2 separate regions of the Mus musculus genome follow, and region 1 is linked to region 2. A link is a contact called in public HiChIP or PLAC-seq data. All regions are on one chromosome and are shown on one strand. The core of a region is the stretch at or near the end of the contact, and the rest is flanking DNA. Distances in the headings are between cores, read along the strand shown.

Region 1 (6,445 bases), core at 402-2,901, 120 kb before region 2:
CTTTTGCTCAAAGCTAGGTGTGGTGGTCCATTCCTTTAATCCCAGCACTAGTAGGAGGCAGAGGCAGACAGATCTCTGAGTTCAAAGCCAGCCTGGTCTACATCAATTTCCAGAATGTCCTTTGGTTACATGAAAGAGTGTCTTTGTTCACATATACTCTGAAGTTAGGGGACTCTGATGTAAGCAAACTTCATAGTTTGAATAGATGAGAACACTAAAGCCAATGTAGTGAATGCAATATTTAAGTTGCTAGTAAATAGAATTTGGAACATTTAAGCCATAGAAAAATAGTGGTAAGAAGAAAAACTATGGACTGGTTGGTGGTAGCATAAACCTTTAATCCCAGCACTCAGAAGGCAGTAGCAGGTGGATCTCTGTAAATTCAAGGCCAGCCTAGTCTACAGAGAGAGTTCCAAGACACCCAGGACTACACATAAAAACACTTCCTTGTGAGGAAAAACAAAAACCAAAACCACTTACATTAAAGTTTTTCAAGGCAGGAGAGGGGATTTGAAGTCCTTGTCCCAAACACAAGTTTATATAATTTTTGATAGAAAGACTCATATTGGGGCTGGTGAGATGGCTCAGTGGGTAAGAGCACCCGACTGCTCTTCCAAAGGTCCAGAGTTCAAATCCCAGCAACCACATGGTGGCTCATAACCATCCGTAACGAGATCTGATGCCCTCTTCTGGTATATCTGAAGACAGCTACAGTGTACTTACATATAATAATAAATAAATCTTAAAAAAAAAAAAAAAAAAAAAGAAAGACTCATATTTGATATATCTCACATGGTGACCACCTGATGGCAGCAATGAGGGAGGTTTGGAAGGAGGTGATCCCATACCTCAGTGTCCTTTTACAGTCGATGAGACTGAATGCAGAATATAAAGGCCACATCTAAGTATCTATTCTCAACTGTCTCTTGTCCTGCTAAAGCTATGTTTCAGGCTTCTCCAGTCCCGGTATGCCATCTAAATTCAGCAAGATCAGAACAACCTCCTCACCTCTTCTCGCCTGGATGGAGATAATACAAACAGAAACCACCTAAAAGCACTTATCAAGCACACATCACAGTACTTGGCACACAGTGGACGCTTAGTGCCTACATGAAAGCTATTGTTCACATTCAATTTACAGCGCCCTTCATATAATGGTAGGTTCACCCTCCACTGTTGTGTGTGCAAGATTCACACGTTGCTCAAAGTCCTTCAGTGCCCGCAAAGGGGTGGCTTTACGGTCCTAGCAGCCTCGGTCGGATCAGGCTGCACTGACTCAGTCCCAGCACGTGAGCAGTCAGCAGTCAAGTCTGAGTGTAGGGCGTGTTAGGTGCATGACAGCCTCTGCAAGCGGTCTGCAAAGTTATCTCCAGTGCACCGGGTCAGAGAGGAACAGCAGCCTCACGTCACCTCTGCTGGACCGCGACTCGCTAGGTGGGCGGGGCTCGCAGGCGTCGAAACTAGCCGTTGGCTACGCATGCAGAGGCGGGGCCCAGAGGGCGCGCTCTGCCAAAGCCTGGGGGCGGGGCCTATGAAATAGCGCCTTGCTATTGGCTTCCTCAGGAAGACGGGACTCTCAGTTACCATTCTATTGGCTTTGCCGAACAGAGGTGGGACGTAAAGGTGTCACGCCCTACTATTGGCTGCGTCAGACGGGCTCTGCGGCGCTTCTGTGTTGTCATTCGGCAGCTAGTAGAGGACACGGGCAAGATGGCGGTGGTGGCTGGTCTGGTGCGGGGACCCTTGCGGCAGGTAGGTAGCGGCCCCTAGCGCGTCCACTGTAGGCCCTGTGCCCTTTCTGAACCCTTTTTTCTCTCCCTTCCAGGCTTCCGGGCTGCTGAAGAGGCGTTTTCACCGCTCGGCGCCCGCAGCGGTGCAGGTAACCGGTCCCGACGTCGGGCAAGGCCGGGAGGGAGCCCTGGGGCCCGGGAGCAGGCCTGAGAGATCGGGGTCGTGTCTGCCCCAGGGCCAGGTGGCATCTTGGACCCTGACAGCGGCCGCGTCCTGCGGATGATTCGCGCTGCCTCTGTCCTCGCCCGGTGCCATTCATATTGGTAACCATCCCTTCGAGGCCGGTGGCAGTCGAACAGACAACCACCTGCTTTCCTGACTTTTAATCCCCACCCTGGAGTTGTGGTAAAATGTAGCTTTGAAATCTTATGTGTTCAAATGTGGCATCGAATGAATTCACGGTCTACACTGTCAACTTCCAGAACTTTACACGATAATAATTCACACTCTTTCGGCCGCTGTTGTATTGTACTTTTCTGGCTCTTTTTGAGTTCTTGTTTTAGAGCGTCATATAAGTTGAATCTTTTGTTCTTTTGTGTCTGGCTTATTTAAAAAGGTTCATCCACATTGTAGAATACATTCATCAGAATTTGTTCCTTTGGAACGTTGAATCATATCCTTTGTACGTTTTATTTATACATTCATTTAAGGGTGGTTTGTTTCTATCTTTTGAATTTGTTACGGTGCTGAGAACATTGGCTTGCAGATACATGCTTTTTTTGGCATATATATATCTAGAAGGATTTTATCAGTCTACATTACTGTAGTAGCATAGCAGCACCTGCATTGTGGATGTCAAGTGTTGTGCACTAGTGAACGCTTAATACTTAGTCGTAGTTAGTATCCATAGTTAGACCTTCCTTGCTAGTTCTCTAAGTCTTAGTACTTCAAGTGTATTGGTAAAACAGCCTGGCATGCTTCCTCCGTAGGAAACTGCCTGGGAGCTGGTTTAGCAATCGCTCAGTTTTCTTGCCCGTGCATATGAAGCAGTAGAGCAGAAGTGTTCTGTAAGCTTGTCACTGACGCCTAGTGAAGATTAGTTGGCATAAGTGGTACTTGTTACGTTCTATGTGTGTGAGCATGCACATTGTGGTCAATGTGCAGGGGATCCGTTTCCTCCTTCCGCCATGTAGGAAACTGGAGATGAAACTCAGCAGGCTTGGCCACCTTGCCTCCTCAGATTCTTGGAATGTGGGCTGCCTGCATGAGTGTTAAATTTATGTGTTATGTTGTGGGCAGTGTAGGTAAGTATAAGGAAGGGGGTTTCCATAGTCTCCTGAATAATCCTGTAGCATGTTTTCTGTTTATATACTTGTGACAGTTGACAGTTCGTGAAGCTATTAATCAAGGTATGGATGAAGAACTAGAAAGAGATGAAAAAGTTTTTCTGCTTGGGGAAGAAGTTGCCCAGTATGACGGTGCATACAAGGTAACTGAAATAGATAAACTTTATGTAAAATTTAAAAGTAGCCATTTGCCCTGACAACCACTTGGAAGTGATGTGGTTAAATCTTAATTGTAGGTTAGCAGAGGCCTGTGGAAGAAATACGGTGACAAGAGGATCATCGACACCCCCATCTCAGAGGTGCACTCTCTGGACAAGCTTTGGGGGGGCTGGTCAAGTATTCAATTTTAATTTCTATGGACTTTTTCTTAGGCTGGTGTTTGCTTTACAGATGGGCTTTGCTGGAATTGCTGTTGGTGCAGCTATGGTATGTAATATTTATGGAGCTAATCCAAGGAGGTTTCCTTTAATAACTTTTGAAAATATTGTTTGCTCTGTGTGTTGTGGTGTTTGCCTTTACTCCCAGCACTCAAAAGTCAGGCAGGGCTGGTGAGATGGCTCAGCAGATAAAAGCACTGACTGCTCTTCCAAAGGTCCTGAGTTCAAATCCCAGCACCCACATGGTGGCTCACAACCACCCATAATGGGGTCTGACGCTCTCTTCTGGGACAGCTACAGTGTACTTACGTATAAATAAATCTTTTAAAAAAGGAAAGAAAGAAAAAAGACAGCAAGTACATTTGCCAGGCGTGGTGGCACACACCTTTAATCCCAGCTCTTGGGAGGCAGAGGCAGGCAGATTCCTAAGTTCGAGGCCAGCCTGGTCTACAGAGTGAGTTCCAGGACAGCCAGAGCTGCACAGAGAAACCCTGTCTCGGAAAAAAAAAGTCAGGCAGATCTCTGAGTTCAAGTCCAGCTTGGTCCACAAAGTGAGTTCCAGGATGACCAGAGTTATACAAGGAAACCGGTTTCCAAAAAACCAAAAGAAAAAGGAAAAAAGAAAAAAAAAAATACCCCCAAACCATGCTGCTTGTATGTCGGGAGAGTAGACTGCTTGGTTATTCACCACTCTTCCTTGTTCTACTTAGTCTTTTTAACATTGATGTTTTCCATTTGACAGGCTGGGTTGCGGCCCATCTGTGAATTTATGACCTTCAATTTCTCTATGCAAGCTATTGACCAGGTTATAAACTCAGCTGCCAAGACTTACTATATGTCCGCTGGCCTTCAGCCTGTGCCCATAGTATTCAGGGGGCCCAATGGCGCCTCAGCAGGTGTAGCTGCTCAGCACTCGCAATGCTTTGCTGCATGGTATGGGCACTGCCCAGGTTTAAAAGTGGTCAGCCCCTGGAATTCCGAGGATGCAAAAGGACTTATTAAATCGGCCATTCGTGATAATAACCCAGGTAACCCTACATCTCTTTTGAACACTAGAAAGCTGACATGAACTCTCTGCATATAAGGCATCAGGGGCATCTAGTGAGGCTTAGATACAGCATATGTATAACGTACTAATGATTTAGAGACAGGAAAGATAGTCAAAAATGTACTTTTTCTTCTCACTCTGAGGGGCTGGTTATTTACTGCATACCTGCACATTTGGCTTAACCTCTATTGACCAGACTGTGTGTAAACCATTTTAAAGTTCCTATATGAGACAGAGACCAGGCTTCTAATTCATAAGATGAATGGTTTTGTAGTATATGCACTCGTAGTTTGTTGTTTGAGAACTTATAATGTTTTGCAGTGGTAATGCTAGAAAATGAACTGATGTATGGAGTTGCATTTGAACTTCCTGCAGAAGCTCAGTCAAAAGATTTCCTGATTCCTATTGGAAAAGCCAAAATTGAAAGGCAAGGTAAGAACACCTTGGTATGCAGTAATCATTTTTACTGTAGCCCCTGTGTTTGCATAGGTCAGAAGTTACTGCTAACTTGTTTAACTTAAAAAGTAAGAATGAGTGAGCTTGTTAGGCTTTTCTGGTAGTTTGTATTTCATGACCCTGAATACAGCCTCATTGTACAGCTCACTGAAATAAGCTGCAGGTTTGATAAGACAGGCCATAGCTGCCTACAGAGTCACTGGTACAGCAGTTCCATTGACCTGTAATCTGTGACCACTTTATTTCAGGGACCCACATCACTGTAGTTGCCCATTCAAGACCAGTGGGCCACTGCCTAGAAGCTGCAGCTGTATTGTCTAAGGAGGGAATTGAATGTGAGGTAAGTGGACTTTCACTCCCCCTATCCCTCACAAATCAGAAAGGCTCCTTTTAAGATCCAAGACTGATGAGTTGGCTTAGCAGGTAAAGTTGCTGCCAAGCTCTGACAGCTCCTGAAAGTTGTTCTCTGCCTTCTCCACATATGCCAGCCACTGCATGCTGCTCTGGGACGGGGCTAGGGCCACTGGGTGAGGCGGGACATAGTGAGTCTGACTACAGTGCAACCCCATGGAACTGCAGGGCGTTGGACTGTGGGAAGCCGCAGAATCCTGCTCTGACTCTCAGGTACCACAGAAGAGCCTGTTCTGGGGTCCCTGGCCTACACAGAGCCCAGGGAGGACAGGTTCCCACTCTGGGATATATGTCGCTCTCCTGTGTGTCGCAGAAGAGCTGAGAACCAAATGGGGACCCTCGAATTTACTCTGGCCTGGGGGCCGAAGGAAAAAGGGCAGGAAGGAGAGCTCTGGCAAGTTACCGTGGGTTGGTGGTGGCCGTGGCTGGAGTGCAGGGAAGCCCCAGCGGGAGGTTAGACGGATATGGCTTGTTGGAGGGAACCCTGCTCCATTGCTCCAGCACTACAGATCCTGATGAAAAGAGGCAGTCCATGGTTTTAAGGTGTTTATTATAGAAAAGGCAGAGAGAGGGAGAGAGTAGAGAAGCAGAGGCCAGCCATGGCCATGTGGAGAGAAAGGGAGGAAGGAAAGGGCAAGGGAGCAAGAGTAAGAGGTAAGAGAGTAAGAGAGCGAGGAGGACGCAAGCAGCTCCTTTTTTAGTGGGATGGGCTACCGTGCTAGTGCCAGGTAACTGTGGGGGTGGAGTCCAGACCAGGAGCTTGAGGCATTGCCTACTTGACTGATGGGCACACACCTCTCTGCAAGGGGCTGTGGGGGTGGCTGTAGCTGTGACGGGAGCCAGGGGCCCAGGAGGCATAGCCGAACTCTCCACCAAGTCACCACCCACCAGGTCTGGGGTTCTAGGCCTGTGCTTGACTGGAGACCAGGCTATCTGTGCACTCTGTGCACAGTTCACTGCCCCACATACTGCTACTTTTTCAAAAGATTTATTTATTATCTATACAGTGGTCTGCCGGCATGTTTGTTTGCAGGCCTGAAGAGGCATCAGATCTCATTATAGGTGGTTGTGGTTGC
Region 2 (6,853 bases), core at 122-2,621:
GCTTCTCCAGATATTCTTGAACAAAAGACCCCGTGCATACTTTGGTATACACTGCTGTTCATCTGCTTTCTATACTTCTCTCTGCCTCTTCTTGCTTCAAACTTTATGGAAAATCTTTGGTAGGCATGATTCCTCAAAAGCAGCCACAAATGTGCTTCTCGGAATGAACTTGTTGCATCTTTGGAGAGCTGGCTGTGACCTGAATGGTAGCCCCATAAATTCTTAAGTTGAAGTCGGCATTGCCTGATTTGGAATAGTGCATTATAGATGTAGTGGTTAAGATGATGTCATAATGGAGCAGAGAAGCCCTAATCCAATATGGCTGGTGTTCTTAAGGGGGTAGGGGGAGGAGGATGTGGATCAAGATATACACACTTGCACGCACACACGTGCACGCACACACGCGCACAAACTGCCGCGGGGAGATGAAGGTAGAATCCAGGGACTAAGATAGGGGATGCCAAAGATGGTTGCAAGCACCAGAAGCTAGGGGGACATGGAGAAGAGTCTCCTTCAGCTCTCAGAAGGAACCAGCCCTGTTGATGCCCTGACCTTGAACTTGCAGCCCCTAGAACTGAAAGATAATACATTGCTCTCAGTTGGTTGAGGCCTCCCCACCCAGGCTGTGGTCCACAGTTGCTGCAGCCCTCTGAAACAAATGCAAGCCTATATGACAAAACTTATCAAAACTTTGAGCACATATGATTTTTGATCTGGTGACTTCACATGCAAAACTGTATCCTTTAGATGGAGCATCATGGTCCACAAATACACATGCACAATGCTCACTGGAATGCTGCTTACTGTCCAAAACTGAAAGGGACCTAAATGGTCAGCAGGATAGAATGAGCACTGTCCGCTTCTGTGTTGTGTTTTGTTTTTGAGACAGGGTTTCCCTATGTATCCCTGGCTATCCTTACTCTGTAGACTAGGCTGGCCTCAAACTCAGAGATCTGCTTGCCTCTGCCTCTGAGTGCTGGGATCAAAGGCCTGGGCTTTGTAACACCCAGCTACTACAGGGTCCTTCAGAAGGATGAAGAAAGACTTTTTTGGTCAAGAATCATTACAGACGACAATAAATCAGGTGCGGATGGGGGTGTTTCTGAGGAGCAGGATAACTTCTTGGTTTCAAAGTATCTGTCTATAACCTGCTTATTAGAAACAGCCTGATGAGACTGTTAAAATGACCATCCCCAGTGAAGAGACAATTCAGAGAAACTCAAGTTAAAGAGTGTTTTATAAAATAACTAACCAAATAATGTGTCGAACACCTTGTCAAATGAATGACAAAGCCAGCCAGAGAATGCCTCCAATTAAATGAGAATAAAGACAGCCATCCAACAGGAGCTCCTGGGCTGGGTACTGGCTCAGGGCGGTAGGAGGGTGAAGAGGCACAACCTGAGGTAAATGACAAACATGGACTGTGGGCTGGCTCCTCCATTCCCAGAATGCTTTGGTTACATGAAAGGGTGGGTTTTCTTTTTTTGTTTGTTTGTTTTTAAAGATTTATTTATTTTTATTTATATGAGTACACTATAGGTGTCTTCAGACACACACAAGAAGAGTGCATTGGACCACATTACAGATGGTTGTGAGCCACCATGTGGTTGCTGGGAATTGAACTCAGGACCTCTGAAAGAACAGTCAGTGCTCTTAACCACTGAGCCATCTCTCCAGTCCTGAAAGGGTATTCTTGTTCACAGAAAATATACTCTGAAGTTCAAGGGACCCTAATGTAAGCAAATTACTCTGTGTAGTCTGAATAGATTGGGACACTACAATCAATGTTGTAAATGTAAAATTTAAATTGCTAGTAAATAAAACTTGGAACACTTGTGCCATAAAAAAAATACTCAGTGGTAAAAAGAAAAAAAAAAATTATGTGTCAGATAGTGGTGGCTCATGCCTTTAGGCCCAGGAGGCAGAGGCAGGTAGATCTCTGTGAGTTCCAGGCCAGCCTGGACTACAGAATAGGTTCCAGGACAGCAGAGTTACATTGTGAGACCCTGTCTCAAATAACAATACAACCACCAAAAATCAGACAAACACAAAAACCAACCAACCAACCCAAAATGCTGTGTATGGATGAATCTTAGAAGCATGCTGCAGGGACAGAGGCCACCTGCAAAGGACTGTAGCCTACATGACACCATTTATATGCAATTTCTAGAAAGGCCAAAGTTAAAGAAAGAGGGCACGGCTGTGCATGGGCATCGATACAAGCCATGAATGGGAGGACCCTGTGTGGTTAGAATGCTCTGGAACCAGGCTGTGGACAGGGAGCCCAGGGGGAGCTCCACTACACACAAGCTCAGCAACCATAAAGCAGGGATGCTAAGATGGCTCAGTGAGTAAGGGAGCCTACCACCCACACCCACACCCCACCCTGCCACACATACACAAACAAAATCTAAGTAACTATTTTTCAATCAATAAAGCAGCTAAAACTGATGAATTATGGTAAAGGTAAGAATGCTTTGTATTTTTTTTTTTTTGCTTTTGTCTTATTTTTAAAAGTTTATGTGTATAGATGTTTTGGCTGCATACATGTCTGTACACATGGCTGGCATTTGAGGAGGCTGATGGGGTGTCAGATCCCCTGGAACTGTACATATGTATGCTTGTGAACTGGAGTAGGGCAGGTAAACAGTAGCCGCCTTTTGTTCTGCTTTGATTTATGGTGCTAAGAATCGAACCAAGCACTCACACATGCTACTTGAGTGCTCTGCCTCTGAGCCATGGTCCCTGCTGTTGTTAACTGGTTTTGTAAACAATGGTTCCCTATGACACAGCCATGTCATATCTTTACATATCACCTATGATACTTTACACACAAGCAGAACTGAGTGAATGTGACAGAGACTAGCTACAATGTGGAGAGCAAAGCTACAATTATTTACTATTTGGTTCTTCACAGGAAGTTTCCAACTTCTGGCTTAAGAGAATTCCAGATATCTTGCAAGGAAGTAAAGGAAACAGGAACTAAGATTTGGAAGTAAAGGACACAAATTTACACGATTAGATTTTCATGTGACAGAATGGCTTTTGGTAATTTTGACTTAAACAGGGCCTGTACTGCTAAGTTGGCTGCCATTTCCTGAACTCAGCAGGAACCATCGCACAGAGGCAGAGCACTCTGCTTTACCTTCGTAGGTAGCAGAATGCAGGTCCATGTCCCTGCACCTGACAGATAAATTAGGGTTGGAAGTATGGCTTACGGTAAAGTGATGGCTTAGCATGAACGAGGCCCAGTGCTGCACACTGGTAGCCTGCAATTCCAGGTTTGGGATGTGCAGCCAAGAGGAGCTCATGGACGAGGCCAGCTTGGGCTACATGGTAAAAGAAACCTTATCTCAACAGCAAATTCCCTTTCATGCTAAAAATCAACCATCACTGTTCTCAGCTCAGAGAGCCGTGGCAGACGCTGGCACCCAACATAAGAAGGCTACCATGGAGGCTTGCTTTAAAGATGACCACTGGCTTTTTTCTATAGGGTCCTGTGACATACCTGGTCTTGTTTCCCCCAAATGATCTGTGTCGGGACCTTGATCTTGTCCATATTCTCATGCAGAGAGTATCTGGATTTCTCATTGACGATTTCCAAAAACACTTGTCAGAAAAGAAACACACAGTGAGTCTAAGTATGCGGGTGTCTCCGTAGTCAGAGCTTCTTCAAGCCCAAGCCACCATCTCCTTTCTTGAGGGGCCCAGAAAACATTCCAAATACAGAGGTTTACAGATTACGAGGCAGCCAGCCACTAAGCCGCAAGTGGAGCGGGGCTACTTACATTTCCGGTAGAAGCTGTTATGAGGAATGCGAACATCGACAAGACCTTGAAGGATCTGAGGGTGAAAAATCCAAAGTTAGAAAACACGAGAAGTCTCACTTCCTCCAGCCTTTTATAGCTCTGCGGCAGCACAGGGGGCAGTGCTCAGGACGTTCCTACACTGTCAAGGGCTGGGCCTGTGAGTCCCCAGAATGTAGACTATAATTGGGAGGCTTTACAGAAGCAAATCAAGGGATTACAGAGAGATAGCTCCATAGTCAGCAGCACTAGCAGCTCTTGCAGAGGACCCGGGTTCAATTCCCAGCACCAACAAGAAGGCTCACAACCATCTGTAACTCCAGTTCCAGGGCCCTGATGTGCTTGTCTAGCCCCTGTAGGCACTGCACACACGTGGTGCACCAATACACAGGCAAAACACCTTTCACACTAAACAGTAATAATAAGAAAAATTAGGAAGTGTGATGGCTTGTATATTCTTGGGCCAGGGAGTGGCACCATTTGGAGGTGTGGCCTTGTTGGAATAGGTGTGACCTGGTTGGAGTAGGTGTGTCACTGTGGGTGTGGGCTTAAGACCCTTACCCTAGTTGCCTGGAAGTCAGTCTTCCACTAGCAGCCTTTGGATGAAGATGTAGAACTCTCAGCTCTGCCTGTGCCATGCCTGCCTGGTTACTGCCATGTTCCCACCTTGATGATAATGGAGTAAGCCTCTGAACCTGTAAGCCAGCCCCAATTAAATGTTGTTTTTTATAAGACTTGCCTTGGTCAAGGTGTCTGTTCACAGCAGTAAAACCCTAACTAAGACAGAAGGAACTTAGGAGATGCTGCAAAGCCAAGGCCTGCACATTATCTTAAAGACACCTCTAATTGCCAGGCATCTTGAGAAATTATCAGTTTAGTTCAAGACAAAAATCTGAATAAACAAAATATCAGGTCATTAGTCAATGATAAGGAGCTGGGGAGATAACTCAATTGGTGGAGAGCAGGCCTAGCATGTGCCACGCCTTGATCATCTTCAGAACTTTATAAACCTGGTGAGGTACAGCCAAGCCTGAAATCCTAATACTCTGGAGGTAGAGGCAGGAGGATTAGGGGTTTAAATTCATCTTCAACAACTCAAGTGAGTCCCAGGCCAGCCTGTGAGACATGAAAAGACCCTTCTGAAAGAGGAAGAGGAAGAGGAGGAGGAGGACGAGGAGAAGAAATAAACTATTAAGAAAACCCTGGGACAACACTGATAATTCCACAGAGCACGGGTGATTGTTTGGCACTGCCTTTGCGTCCCTTGTTGAGGGCTGTAGCAAATCTAAACGAGCCAGATCGACAAGATCTGGGCTACAAATCCAAACAGGTGGCTTGTGGCCATTTGTTCCTTGCCTCAGGACTCCAAGGCAGAGCTCAGGTAGCTATCCCAAAGGTAGCCGTCACCCCTTTCCTCCATGGGGGAATATGTCTAGACCCTTTCAGCAAACCTTCTCAGAAGTCTTATACAGACCAACGTTGGGAAGAGGAGTGTTACGGTCCTCAGAAGACCATGTACTAAATGCTTGGTCTTCAGTCTGGGGTGTCACTGGAAGGAGGACTTTAGGAGGCTGGGCCTACATGGAGGAAGCAGGTCATTGGTGATACACTTCTGAGTGATACACTGGGACCCTGGCTCATCCCTGCCCACTTCCTGTCCACCATGAGATGAGCATCTGTGGTCTATCCCATGCTTCCCGCCATGCTGTATTGACTGATGGTATGCCTGCAGGGAAGGGGTCAAGAGACAACGGGATGAACCCCCTGAACCCATGGTGAGATTGAGTATTTTCCCACGATGGCAGACAGCTAGCATATGGACCATGGCTGCTTTGGACTGGATCAGCTCTCTAATGCATGACTGGAATCTGAGAGGTTTTGAAGGGGGAAGCCCAGGGGTGAGGGTGATGACTATTTAACAGCACTGTGCTCTGAGGCAGACATTTAAGTTTTTCCTCTGTCCAACCAGGATCCATGCATCTACCCATCTGTCTCCAACTTTGCTTAATTACTCAATTCCTCTTTCCCTGAAATATATATATATTGTGTTCAATAAATCCATCCCTGTATCCACCCACCCACCATTCTGTAGCCTTAAATCATATAAGCATACACATGTATCAACTCACATAGCTACCTAACCTGTACCTACCAATCCACCATCGCTGACACTATGGCCTCCTCTCAGATCCACCATCCATACAATCTTCTAAGTAGGACCTTCTTTGTGAAGGCACACTCCTAAAGGCTGGAGACAGACAGGCCTGATCTTACAGAGCATCCAGCAGGAGATGCGTGAACAAACACAACCACAACCACAAGATGGCCTAATGGGTTCAGTGCTAGGCGGCCCTGCCCTCCCGGGAAAGAAAAGCTTCTGAAGCTAACTAACAGTATTTCCTCTCAGGGTTTTTATCCCTGACAGGGAAAGGCATGGAGTCTCCTTTGGCCGCTACATTCCAAACACGTCATAGTGGGCAGAGGACAATGACACTTTCTGACTAAAAAGGTATCGAGGACAGAGTTCACCTCAGAAACAGATATGGCTGCTTCCCCAGATATAGGCCGCACTTACTGAGTCATGGTTCAAAGTCTGAATAACTGTCCATTCTCACAGCCTAAGAGGACCCCACCCGCCCAGTCAGGGTTCCATGCTTCCAACACAGGAGATAACCTAGTCCATGGGCCCCAAGCTGTCGGCTTTCCTCTCCACACCTCTTCTTCAAGGATCTCATTCAGACCTATGACCCTCAACTGTGTCCTCTGTGGATAGCTCCTGCTTTGCCTTCAGGCCAGACTTCAGTTTGCATCACTTAAGTGTCTAGTTGCCTACTGGACATATCCCTTTGGAGGGCTCAAATGCAATCTGAACTTCATACATCCAAATGGAACTCTACACATGTTGTCCTGTTTTACCCATCCTTCCTCAAACCACACCTTAGCCCTCATCTTTAGGGCTCCTACCTCAGTCTGGACCATCATCTCTAAGCCAAAGAATATCCTAGGTAGCCCTGTTTCTATTTGTGTCCCCTACAGTCTTTCAGTGG

What was found. HiChIP or PLAC-seq counts read pairs in DNA pulled down with a chosen protein or histone mark.
Region 1: an H3K27ac HiChIP or PLAC-seq map of embryonic stem cells shows a contact between it and region 2, with 22 read pairs. The contact joins the promoter of Pdhb here to the enhancer-like site in region 2. A contact is called at or near these places in 8 of 39 promoter capture datasets (the C10 cell line, the HPC-7 cell line, cranial neural crest and 5 more), 3 of 484 Hi-C or Micro-C datasets (all in embryonic stem cells), 8 of 115 datasets of contacts at active chromatin or transcription factors (embryonic stem cells, extraembryonic endoderm stem cells, large pre-B cells and 1 more) and 3 of 9 other capture datasets (adipose tissue, liver and pancreatic islet).

The regions. Positions count from the first base shown.
Region 1 is chr14:8,168,198-8,174,642 of GRCm38.p6, reverse strand. Pdhb (pyruvate dehydrogenase (lipoamide) beta) reads left to right here and starts at 1,651. Exons shown (of 10, transcript NM_024221.3): 1 at 1,651-1,752; 2 at 1,826-1,879; 3 at 3,113-3,220; 4 at 3,314-3,376; 5 at 3,468-3,503; 6 at 4,197-4,482; 7 at 4,824-4,934; 8 at 5,207-5,298. The coding sequence starts at 1,711.
Region 2 is chr14:8,046,564-8,053,416 of GRCm38.p6, reverse strand. It overlaps Abhd6 (abhydrolase domain containing 6), which reads right to left. Exons shown (of 9, transcript NM_025341.4): 7 at 3,789-3,843; 8 at 3,509-3,609. Among named protein-coding and RNA genes, the nearest start is that of Gm41094, 5.6 kb to the left of the region's middle. Within about 2 kb of position 1,371, at least 3 of the 459 cell types and tissues checked have an H3K27ac peak or open chromatin away from gene starts, as enhancers often do. A contact at or near this core is called in embryonic stem cells, where this site is marked.